Linked DNA regions of Mus musculus: region 2 is linked to region 1. The links are chromatin contacts, called in public HiChIP or PLAC-seq maps. All regions are on one chromosome and are shown on one strand. Each heading gives the region's core, a stretch centred on a gene start, on an enhancer-like site or on the middle of the called end of the contact. The rest is flanking DNA. Distances are from core to core; before and after follow the strand shown. Region 1 has its middle 62 kb from the start of Tnfaip3. Region 2 overlaps Gm33104 (predicted gene, 33104).

Region 1 (5,153 bases), core at 996-3,495:
AGCCTATTGTTCGTGAGGAAGTGAACTTAGACCTCCGTTTTTTGTTTGTTTGTTTGTTTGTTTGTTTTGTTCCAATTTGTGTTATATGAATGTCTTAATTGGGCATTTTAACATCTTGTTTCAAAACTTAATAGGGCTTTTTATATAATCATTAATTATAACATCACCATATAGAAAGAGATCCCAGTCATGTGGCTTTGGGATCATGAGAATTCTGCTGAAGGCAGCTTGTTGACTTTTGACCTAATTAAGTTCTGTGCTGGTAGTGAAAGCATTTCCAGTTTTCTTTTAGTCTACCTCTCTAGTCCTCCATATCTTATATGGAGTTCTAAAATATTCCATGACTCCTTCTGTATTCATGACTTCTGGATTCTAGTAGTTATACATTAGATCACAAAAGTTTTCTTTTTTCTTTTCTTTTCTCTTTTATTCTCTTTCCTTTTCTCCTTTCTTTTGTTTTCTTTTCTTTCTTTCTTATTGGACAGAATCTTATTTAACTCTAGGCTGCCCTGGAACTGAACTTGCTATGTAACCAAAGATGACCTTGAATTTCTGATCCTCTTGTCTCTGCCTCACCACATTCAATTTATGGGATGCTGAGGTCAAAGTTGGGGATCGTTTGGCGCCAGACAAACATGTAACCCTGAACTATGCCCTCAGCCCTGGAACATAAAAATATTAAACAGCCTAAATACATTTCTTTCCCTTCACACACACACACACACACACACACACACACACACACCATTAATCTTTTTACAAATCTAAAAGAGAAAGATTTTTCTCTTCAAAATTTAAAAACAAAACTATGTAAGGTGCTATAATCTAACACTTATACAAGTAATAAAATTTTCATTGAAGAAACATGAGAGTCAAAATTTTAGGAATCAAAAGTCTTTAAGATCATCCTTCATTTTCAGGGATGAGAATTGCAACCCCCCAGATTTTTTTTTATTTGTTTGTTTGTTAGAAAAGTATGTGTGTGTGTGTGTGTGTGTGTGTGTGTGTGTGTGTGTGTGTGTGTGTGTTTGTGAACACTCATATTTATACTTATGCACACTGTGTGGTTGGAGGACAACTTGCAGGAGTCAGTTTTCTCCTGTCAAGTGGATTCTGGGGATTAAACTCAGGCCATCGGGTTTAGTGGCAAGCATCTTTATTTCTCTTGCTCAAGACTATTTATTTAGGCTCTCCCTACCCCAGAACCTGAAATATACCTGCTTCAAAAATCACCTTCAGAGAGGGCCTGAAAACATAGTTTAAGACTATCATCTGAAACATTTAGGCCATACCTCTAAACTCAAAAAAGTCTTTGGACTTTAGAGTCACAATTCAGTATACATTGCATGATGTCCTCAAGAGTGTGAGGGGCAGATTCTTTTTCTCCAGCACATTACTATCTATATAACAAAGGATGTGTGCATTTCTATGCCAGGTAATCTAAATGGAGAACTAGGCTTCAGATAGCAAATGGGTCAGATTTTATACTGTGAGTGTATAAAACAAACAACCAAACAAAATAAAAATGTATACCTTCCAGAGTCTTCAGTAGTCTTCACAATTTGAGAATTCAGATAAGTGATTGCTGGCTGCCCTTCCTATCTGAGACAGATTTCTACGCTTAGTTTGCAAAAGAACCAAATTTGATTGTTTGGAGTATGGCTAGGAACCGGAATTTTGGCAAATAAATCCGACAACTCTGATGCAAGTAGCAGGGAAACCCTTCAAGAAACAGTGCCCAGGCCACAGTATTGGGGCCTGGGAAGCAGATGGGAGCCTCTAGCAGGTTTTTTCTTGTTTTTTTTGTTTGTTTGTTTGGTTGGTTGGTTGCTTTTTGTTGTTGTTGTTTTTTTTTTTTTTTTTTTTTTTTGGGGCGTATGTCTCTTCCAATATGTTCTCTTAAGCACCAACTTGAACCTGAAGGCAAGTTTCACATAGTTATTCCAAATTTTAATTGGATATGAGTGTCCAAAAGGCATATACATACAAACAATCAGAGCAAAACAAAGAATAAGGAGGGGAGAATTGTTACTTTAACTTTATTCCTAACTGATGACACAGTATTCATTCACTACTGATTGTGTTCTGGGGGTCAGATACTGAGACCAGGAACTACACAATCACAGATTCTATACCAAGTTGCTTTACACTGACTAACACTCTTCTATTGCTAATTCCTCATTCCTTCTTTCCTACATTTGGTAGAGCCTGTGGGCACAGCAATAGAAGCATCTAGAACCTTTCAAAGCTATAGCTCCATCTACTGGACTATAAGAAAACTCACCAGTGACCCACCACTCATAGAAGAGCATTAGACTAATCCCCGTGATTGAGAAGGCTTTGGTATTAATTAGGTTAACACCCAGAAAAATGTTCCTAATATAGTTTGTGCTGCTGAAGATGAACTGACCTTTCTTACAGGAGGCTCCCCTTGCTCCTGGGCTCCTAAGACAAGCACAGAATAGAGCTCTGTTTCTGATCCTAGTGACAGGTAGTGTGCTAGGTAGGATAAATTAGAACAGCCAGAATCTCTTTCCTGGGTCTCCTGGACTTGGCCTTCTCCCTGTGTGTCCTGAAGCAGTTTGTTAGATCCCACTTACTATTTCCTCTGACTCCATTCTTTTCTCTGCAACTCTCAATGCCCACTACATTCACCCACTAAGGTTCAGATTCCAACCCCTTCTATGTGCCTGCTTTGTTAGGCTTACTTCTTTGATGAGTTTGCATATAGAGAGATCTGTTATCTCTGCACAAGCTGCCATATTGGGGTCTGCTGGGAGGCCCTTGATCTCTCTGTAGGCAGGTGTGCATCTCTGCAGAAGGGAGCAAGAACCAAAGGCAGATAGATCAGTACTCACAAGCAAGAACATAACATGCTATTTTTAGACATGCTGTCTTCTACAGAAATGGAGGATTTGAATAAGTAGAGGGCAAGAACAGGGTGAGGAGGGTAGAAAGAACATTTGTGAGTCTGGGAATGAATATGAGCCATGGAGAAGCCATGAAGGCACAGAGGTGGAATGGGGAACCCCCTTCCCAGTATCAGCTCTGCAAGAGCAGAAACTTCATCTGGGTTATTTCCCAGGTTATCCTCTGGGCTTGAACTGCAGGATCTGATGGCAAACACGCAGTATTTGACGGATGAGTGAGTGAATGAGGGAGAAGATATAGATGGGTGTTGTAGTAGTGTTACAATCTACCAAACAGCACCTTAAGAAGTACCTAGATGCCTGTATGTTTTAGACTGCTTTAGGAACATCCATGGTGCCTAGAGACCACCTAGGGGAGAATCTCTCAGAGTCTGCCTAAATGTGGAGTTTGGAGTGGAAGAGCCACAGAGGCCACGCAGAGGGTTCTTTCTGTGTCTGACCCCACAGGAATCCTCACAATCACTGCCTTCAGAATTTGGATTCAACTCCTTATTAACTAATGACCTGGAACAAATTTCCCTCCTCACATCCCTGGACACTTAACCTCTGTCTCTTCTATCAGGATTCGGGTTTTTCAGCATTCAGACTGGAGGAGGATCCTTTTCTCCGGGTATCTTCTCTCCTTCAGGCCACGGGTTCTAAGTTCCTGTATATGCAAACAGACCCATATTTTTATCTCCTGTCAGACCCCAGATCTGGACGCTTGCATGGAACCCTCTCATTCAACTCCTCACTCAAGTGCCTCCTTTCTTTGCATACCCTATTTCTTTCTCAGAACCTGTTTTTACTCTAATCATTGGTTATAAGATGATTAGATGCTGAACTTAGAGATCTTTTGCTGGCTAGTGCTTTCTCTCATCCCCCCCCCCCAAACCCATCATTCAGTCAAAATGACTCTACCTCAAAGATAAGTAACAACATCCGAGTGTTCATGCCTATCATCTTGACACTTGGTAGATCTAGGATATGAGATTGCTATGAGTTTGTGGCAAGCCTGGACTACGTGGTGAGATCCAGGCCAGCCTGAATTATACAGTGAGACATCAAATTCAGGTGTCTCATTACTCACATGCATTCATCTACCTTAGTCCTGTTCTTCTGTTCTCCCATCTCCCTCTCCCTCCCCCTCCCCCCCTCTCTCTCTCACACACACACACACACACACACACACACACACACATACACGCCCTTATAAACCTTTCACCACACCAAATCAGATAGTTACTTAACTGTTTTAACTTAGATAGATCATCATTGTTCTGCTTTTTCCCTAGTCAGTCTCCCCATTGCAGGAAAATGAATGTCCAGCTCTTTGTCACAGTGCTGAGGGATCTTCGTGTCTTCATTACCCGCAGACCTCATTTCTGATGCTCTTCAGCATTGTTCCATCTTATTTTGAACACTTTTTTCTCTTTCCCTGCAGTGCCTTCACAACTGAATACTTTCTTGTTCCGTCTTTGGTTACTCCATGGAGAGTTAGCTAACCATCTAAGAAACTCCCACAAGACTCTGTTGTCTACTTTGAAGAACTCTGAACAGTCTGTAGTAGTTTTAGTCATTGATTTGATGTTCTCTACTAGAATGAAAGTTTTGTACTGGTGAATCCTGAGCTTCTAGAAAACTGGTTATAGACAAAGCATTCTATAAAGGTTAGTTGAATGATAAAAGAGTCTCTATAAGCCTTGATTTTTTGTGATTTTATTTTGTTTTGTTTTGACACAAAGTTAAAAATAGAGCCCACTTCATAGTAAAGTTATACAGGTTTAATGATAAGATACTACGACCTCAAAAATACTACCAATATTATTATGACTATGATATGATATTTTCCCAACCCTTCAACAGCTCCAAGTATTGCTATAATACTAGTAGCACTCTATTGACTAATCCTTATGAAATGCTCAAAATTGAAGGAAACAAAGATCAGAGATAAAACAGCCCATCGAAGATTACGTGGTTAGCCCATACTTAGACTCGAATTCCAAGAATGAAAGGGTTTAAAATCGTAGTGATCTTAAGCAGTAATGAGACTACCAATGGCAGGAGTAAAGGTTTTGGACACAGGTTGTCCCAAGAAAGGGAACTTGTTTTGTGCTAAGAGAGAAGCTGGGTATCCAAGGAGAGGGCCTAATAATTTGTCCCAGGTCCAAAACCGTTATTCAGGTGAAAGGTCAGATGATGGGGATTTGAGCATTGAAAAAATATATATAATCTCTTATCTGT
Region 2 (5,542 bases), core at 2,891-5,390, 550 kb before region 1:
TGGGAATTGTTCAGCGCTGTGTCACACACAACTGTGTTTTCATCTTCATGCAGAGCAGTGAGCTGATCCCATGGACAGGGGACGGTGTCTAGGGAAGGCAAGCACACGATAGTTCACTCTCTGCCTCCTCCTCCTCCCAGCTCTAGCTCTAGCTTAGCGTCCTTTTCAGGTTTATTCATGAGCCCATCACAAGGGAAGGGAAAAATTTATTCGCACTATAACATTACACTTAAATGCTGTAAATTACATGGAGCTATAAATCCTACCTTTTGGTAAACACTACCTCTCATAAAATCTGCGTGTTTGCATGCCGACATGAGGATAAAACCTTTGTATTTGGCCTTCCCTGTTCTCTGCACCTTACAGCCCTTTGCTTCTCAACATCGAGAAAGCCAGCAGCTAGAACAGTGGAAAGTTTGTTTTGACTTCCTTGGGCTTGTTTAGAACAAGCCGGCTTTCTGTGTGGAGCAGGGTCTGGCCTCTCGGGTACCTCTATCCAGCTTTATAACACTGGGATATTTGAAAAGCTCTGTGTGCCGAGATCTTTAAATCACTAAAATAGCAATTACTGTTAAGTCAAGTATGTTCAAAAATGGAAAACTGGCAGTTTGAAGAGAGTCTATAATCAGTGGGACAGTGGTTTGTAATCTTCCAGCACCACGACCCTTTGATACAGTTCCCCATGTGGTGACCCCCCCATCATAAAATTATTTTTGTTGCTACTTTGTATCTGTAATTTTGCAACTGGGGGAGAGTGGCTGTTTCTTTGTTTTGTTTTGTTTTGTTTTTTATTATGTGGACCACACTTGTTTGCTTCTTGTCACAGGAACCCCAAGGCCTGATGCTCTGCCCCAAGCTGCCCTGAGAAAAAGCTCAGGTCTTCTTTGATTCATGCAATCTGCAAACCCATTCACCCACAGGCTGAACGGCTCTCATCTGCCCTATCAAAGATGTCCGTCCTCTTTCCCCATCCAGAGAGATCGTCTCAGGGACTCCCCAGGACCTGAGCACCTGAAGCATCAATCCAAACACAGGTTGTTCTATTACCTTCTTCACACAGCCCCAGGAATGGCAGCACCTTTAAGCCACGTAAGGGACAGTGACTAGTTTAGGTTGTCTTTTTTTTTTTTTTTTTTTTTTTTTTTTTGTGGTTTGTTTATTTGTTTGTTTGGTAGAAGAAAGCAATTTCCTTTTTCTCTCCAAGGTTGCTGTCCTAAAATACCACAAGTGGATAGTTATAGGTGGAATCTACTCTCCCTGGAGCAAAAGGCAGCCTTATTAGATCACTATTAAAATCACTAATAATATCACTGATGACACATTATCAGAAGTGTTTCTTTCAATGTTCAGCTTCCTGTAAATGGGGAACGATGTTTTGGGATGGGAGACTTGACTTCTTAGTTGGCGTTGGCGACCCTAAGAAAGAACTGAAAGAAAGTCGGGTACCCAGTCAGACTACCCTTATGCCAGCACTGTTTTTTGTTTTTTGTTTTTTTGAGCATTCTATTTTAAACATATCCTTAGGAAGCTACAGAATAGTTACAACTGCTGATTACTAAATCTCCTCATATAGCCTGGCTTGGCCATGACTTATTTAGCTGACTTTGAACTTGTGATTCTCCTACCTCTGTTTCCCTAGTGTGGGGATTACAGGCATGTCCTATCACACCCGTCCAATGAACGGGGTCTTATTATTGTTGGGGCAGTGCCCCTTACCAAGAGGAAGCACAATGAGGAATATAGAAAGAACAAGACTAGAGTCACAGTGAGCAGCCATGCATCCCAGGAAGAGGATGTGAGCGACAGAAATAGCCAGAGAAGGCACAGGCGAGTGAGGCCAGAGGCTGCACTGTTACCATGCAACAGCTTCAAACTGGTCCCAAAGGGCTTGAAGCACTTGGCAGGGAAGGAGCGAGAGGAAGACTGGTTGACTTGGCCACATTGAGGAATGCTGAGGTCAAAGGGGAAAGAGGGTGAGACAGGGAGGCAGTTAGGGATGCTTGGTCCATTGATTGATGTGAGACATGGCTGCTGGATGGGGATGAGGTGGGGGAGGAAGTGAACCAAATGAAGAGAAGAGTGAGGACTTCCTCAGTGGAAACTTCTGGGCCAAGTAGGAAGTTTGGCCATTGGACAAGGAACTTAGAGAGTGCCATTGCTGGTCTGAGATTTGTTCAGGTCAGGAGTTGAGAGGAGAGGTGTGTGCTGTTACAAATATGGAAGTCAGGATGATCATGTGATAAAGTGGACAAAGGTCAGGAGTTAACAGGAGGGCCAGAGGGTGACTTAGAAGCCACCCAGGAACTGCACCGTTTCTAAGGTGTGGTGGCTCCCACCATCCCATTTAGCCAATTTGCCCTGTCTATTGGCATCTCCTTTGAGCTGTGCTGTTGTCCTGGCCTGAGTCAACTGCAAATCAGAGCTCAGCCGCTGGTAAACCTAGAACAGATTGGTCATGTATCTGCTACAAAGCACTCAGTGCTTTTACATCTCACTGGAAGCAAAGCAATGCTTTCCTGATAGCATGCATGGCCTTCTACAAGCTCCCCAAGGAGACCCTGCCCCCTCGCTGCCCCTCAGTGCCTCCTGTTCTCAGCATCGGCTCTTCTGTTGCTACACTGGTGGACAAATAAGAGTTTGTGATGCTTTGAAGCAGAACTGGTAACAAGAAAGGATAAGCACACTTTGCTAAGCACTATTTGCCACAGTTGGATCACTAGAAGGGGGTTCTTGGCATGGGGCACCCACAAAGCCTTGGGTTGATCCTCAGCAGTATATAAAACGGGCTCGACAGAGCATGCGTGCCTGCAATCCTGGATTTACCTTCAGAATCTAGGAGGTGAGGGCAGGGGGATCAGAAGTCCAAGGTCGTCTTTGTCCCTGTAGTACGTTTGTGGCCAGCCATAGCTACAGCAGACCCTGTCTCAAATAAACAGTGTTTCTTTAAATGTGAAAAGAGACTCCCACACTCTAAGGCCTTTAATTATATGGGATGTGTCGCCTCCTATTCCAACCAGCAGAAAAGAGCGACACTACGTACTTCTCAAAGCAGTTTATTCAGGAACCTTTCAACATCATGCATGAATCTCTCTCCAGAAATCAATCTCTCCAGGAAAAAACAACAACCCACCCCCAATCGCAATCCCTTATATATCCTCTCAACCACACCCCATCAGCCCAGTCCACGTAACAACAGTTCATTGACCAGAATCATCACTCGTCATATGGTCCGATCTTGCATCATGGTGCACCTGCGCAGTTCTCGCGATGGTCGTGGCTTATTTTCAGGTGTATGAGGAAGTCAGGTGCAAGTCATAAGACTTGGCTGCAGTCCCGGGTGCCATCTTGAGACTGCTGCCACACCCACTCCTCACAGGGATGTATGGTTTGGAAGGAAAATGTTGAAGATGTACAGAAGAAGGTGATTAGAAAGGGGGACAAGTTCTTCCAAGGGTTGGAGTTCAGAGGTCAGGAGAAGGATCAAACTGCTCAGCATCAAAGGGAGAAGAGATCCACAGAGAGATTCCAGAGTTTCTAACAGCTAAAGGACCTGGTGTGTTTCTTCCTGGAGAGGAGAACAGGACCAGAAATAAATGGGACTTTGGAGTTAGCAGAAAGCCTGAAGCACCCTTGCTTCCCAGCCAGGACACCCTGCAATTACATAACAGCTTAGGGCAGGGCTCCCAGAAGCCAGGTCTCAAATGTTATTCAGGCTAAAGCTGGTTTGGGCAGGCACAGAGGAAAGGGGAAGGAAAGCTGAGATTTGGCAAGCTTATGGGCTCTCCTCTCTCTGTTCCTCTTCCTCTTCCCTCCTTCCTCCTCTCTCCCTCCCTCCCTCTCTCCCTCTTTCCCTTTCTCCTTCTCTCTGATTTCTACTGTCTCCAAATAAGTAGAACCTGTAAGTGTCACATCATGCTGACTCCACAAGACATCTAGAGCCTTTCTATTCCTTTCCAGGAAGAAATCATGACTATTTTCAACAGAGTTTTGGAAATCCTACAATGAGAATGCTATATCAAGATTTTTCTCCTCATCAGCTAGTGAGAGCATCAATTACACCTTGATGTTGGTTTGTTTGTGTTCTGTTCTGACTTCTTACCATTCAGCACCAGTGTCAACTGGAAGCGGTTTTACTAAGAATTGGGCTGGGTCAGTGTGAAACCACAAGGACGTCTGTTGGTTATGAATGATGTAAGGGACTGAGGGTGCTGACAGATGTCAATGTGAGGCATGGTGACAAGCCTGGACGCTTGTTAAGTGACACACAATAGCAGGCCGGCGAGGAGCAGATAGTCCCACATTAGGGAGCAAGTTGCCTGGGAGTTGGAAAGAGAAAAACAGGTTTCATTTTAACTTTTGAAGTTTGCCGGAGGTTTCAATTCATTATAAGATACTTTCCAACTTCACTGATGTTCTGTCATGTACTTAAGTAAGAAATATATGAGCCTCTCTACAGGGCCCAGACTGTGGGTATCTTTCCTATCTATCTATCTATCTGTCGATCTATCTATCTATCTATCTATCTATCTATCTATCTATCTATCTATCTATCTATCTATCATCTATCTATCATCTATCTATCTATATATCTATCTATCATCTATCTATCTATCATCTATCTATCTATCTATCTATCTATCTATCTATCTATCTATCAATCATCTGTTTATCATCTGATCAGTTCATTGATTTATATTAGATAATTTTTGTTGTTGTTGCCATGATGAAATACCATGACCAAAAAGCAAGTTACAGAAGGGAGAGTTTGCTCCCGTCTCTGGGCCCTGGAGATGCTGTTTAATTTTCATTCTCTCATATGGTTTAGATTTCATCTTGCTTGGTTAATAAGGCTTCAATAAGAGGACCAAAGATAGCTTCTTCCTTGACAGATCTGCTATTTGGGTAGAAGAGAGAACTCCTGGGGAAGGTGATCCTTGCATTTGTAGCTCCTCTAACACTTAGTAGGTTGAAGTCAAAAACATATTTTAGGGTGTCATCTGTCTGAGTGTCCTTGCTTAAAACCAATAAATTGCATACTTTAAAAGAGAGAGGAGAGGGACAAGGAATGAGATAGAAAGCACCATGAATATCCAAAGAACTACTTTTTGGAAGTACGGGGGATTCTTATTAAAAGTGTTTCTGGTGTTAAAAAATCTTCTCATTCTTCAAATCTTTGGGTAGCTGTGATCTACACACACACACACACACACACACACACACACACACACACACACCGAGAGAGAGAGAGAGAGAGAGAGAGAGAGAGAGAGAGAGAGAATGAATGTAAAATAGAGTATCTGGATTCTATCTGAGCTAGACCAGCACTTGAACTGGTGTTCAGCAGACACTCTGTAAAAGTTCTAAGTGAATTAAAAAAACTCAGAGGACTGTTTCAGTTTTGCTCCATCATGGTGACCCCTGTGGTTTCTTTCCTTGTGAATCTTTGAAATTTACTTTTCCTCCTCTGGAGGACTTTTAAAAACAATTACGATTGAAGGCAAGCCCAGACAGTGACCGAGTTCCACTTTGTGTCTGACTCTGC

Evidence for each region. HiChIP or PLAC-seq counts read pairs in DNA pulled down with a chosen protein or histone mark.
Region 2: a contact with region 1 is called in an H3K27ac HiChIP or PLAC-seq map of regulatory T cells, with 4 times the contacts expected there. The contact joins two enhancer-like sites. A contact is called at or near these places in 1 of 15 datasets of contacts at CTCF or cohesin (embryonic stem cells), 3 of 484 Hi-C or Micro-C datasets (cerebral cortex, palatal mesenchyme and ventricular fibroblasts) and 3 of 115 datasets of contacts at active chromatin or transcription factors (large pre-B cells, microglia and regulatory T cells).

What each region holds. Positions count from the first base shown.
Region 1 is chr10:18,950,978-18,956,130 of GRCm38.p6, reverse strand. No RefSeq gene overlaps it. Among named protein-coding and RNA genes, the nearest start is that of Tnfaip3, 62 kb to the left of the region's middle. Within about 2 kb of position 2,245, at least 18 of the 459 cell types and tissues checked have an H3K27ac peak or open chromatin away from gene starts, as enhancers often do. A contact at or near this core is called in regulatory T cells, where this site is marked.
Region 2 is chr10:19,504,814-19,510,355 of GRCm38.p6, reverse strand. It overlaps Gm33104 (predicted gene, 33104), which reads right to left. Exons shown (of 4, transcript NR_152784.1): 3 at 4,100-4,316; 4 at 3,038-3,565. Among named protein-coding and RNA genes, the nearest start is that of Gm33104, 21 kb to the right of the region's middle. Within about 2 kb of position 4,140, at least 81 of the 459 cell types and tissues checked have an H3K27ac peak or open chromatin away from gene starts, as enhancers often do. A contact at or near this core is called in regulatory T cells, where this site is marked.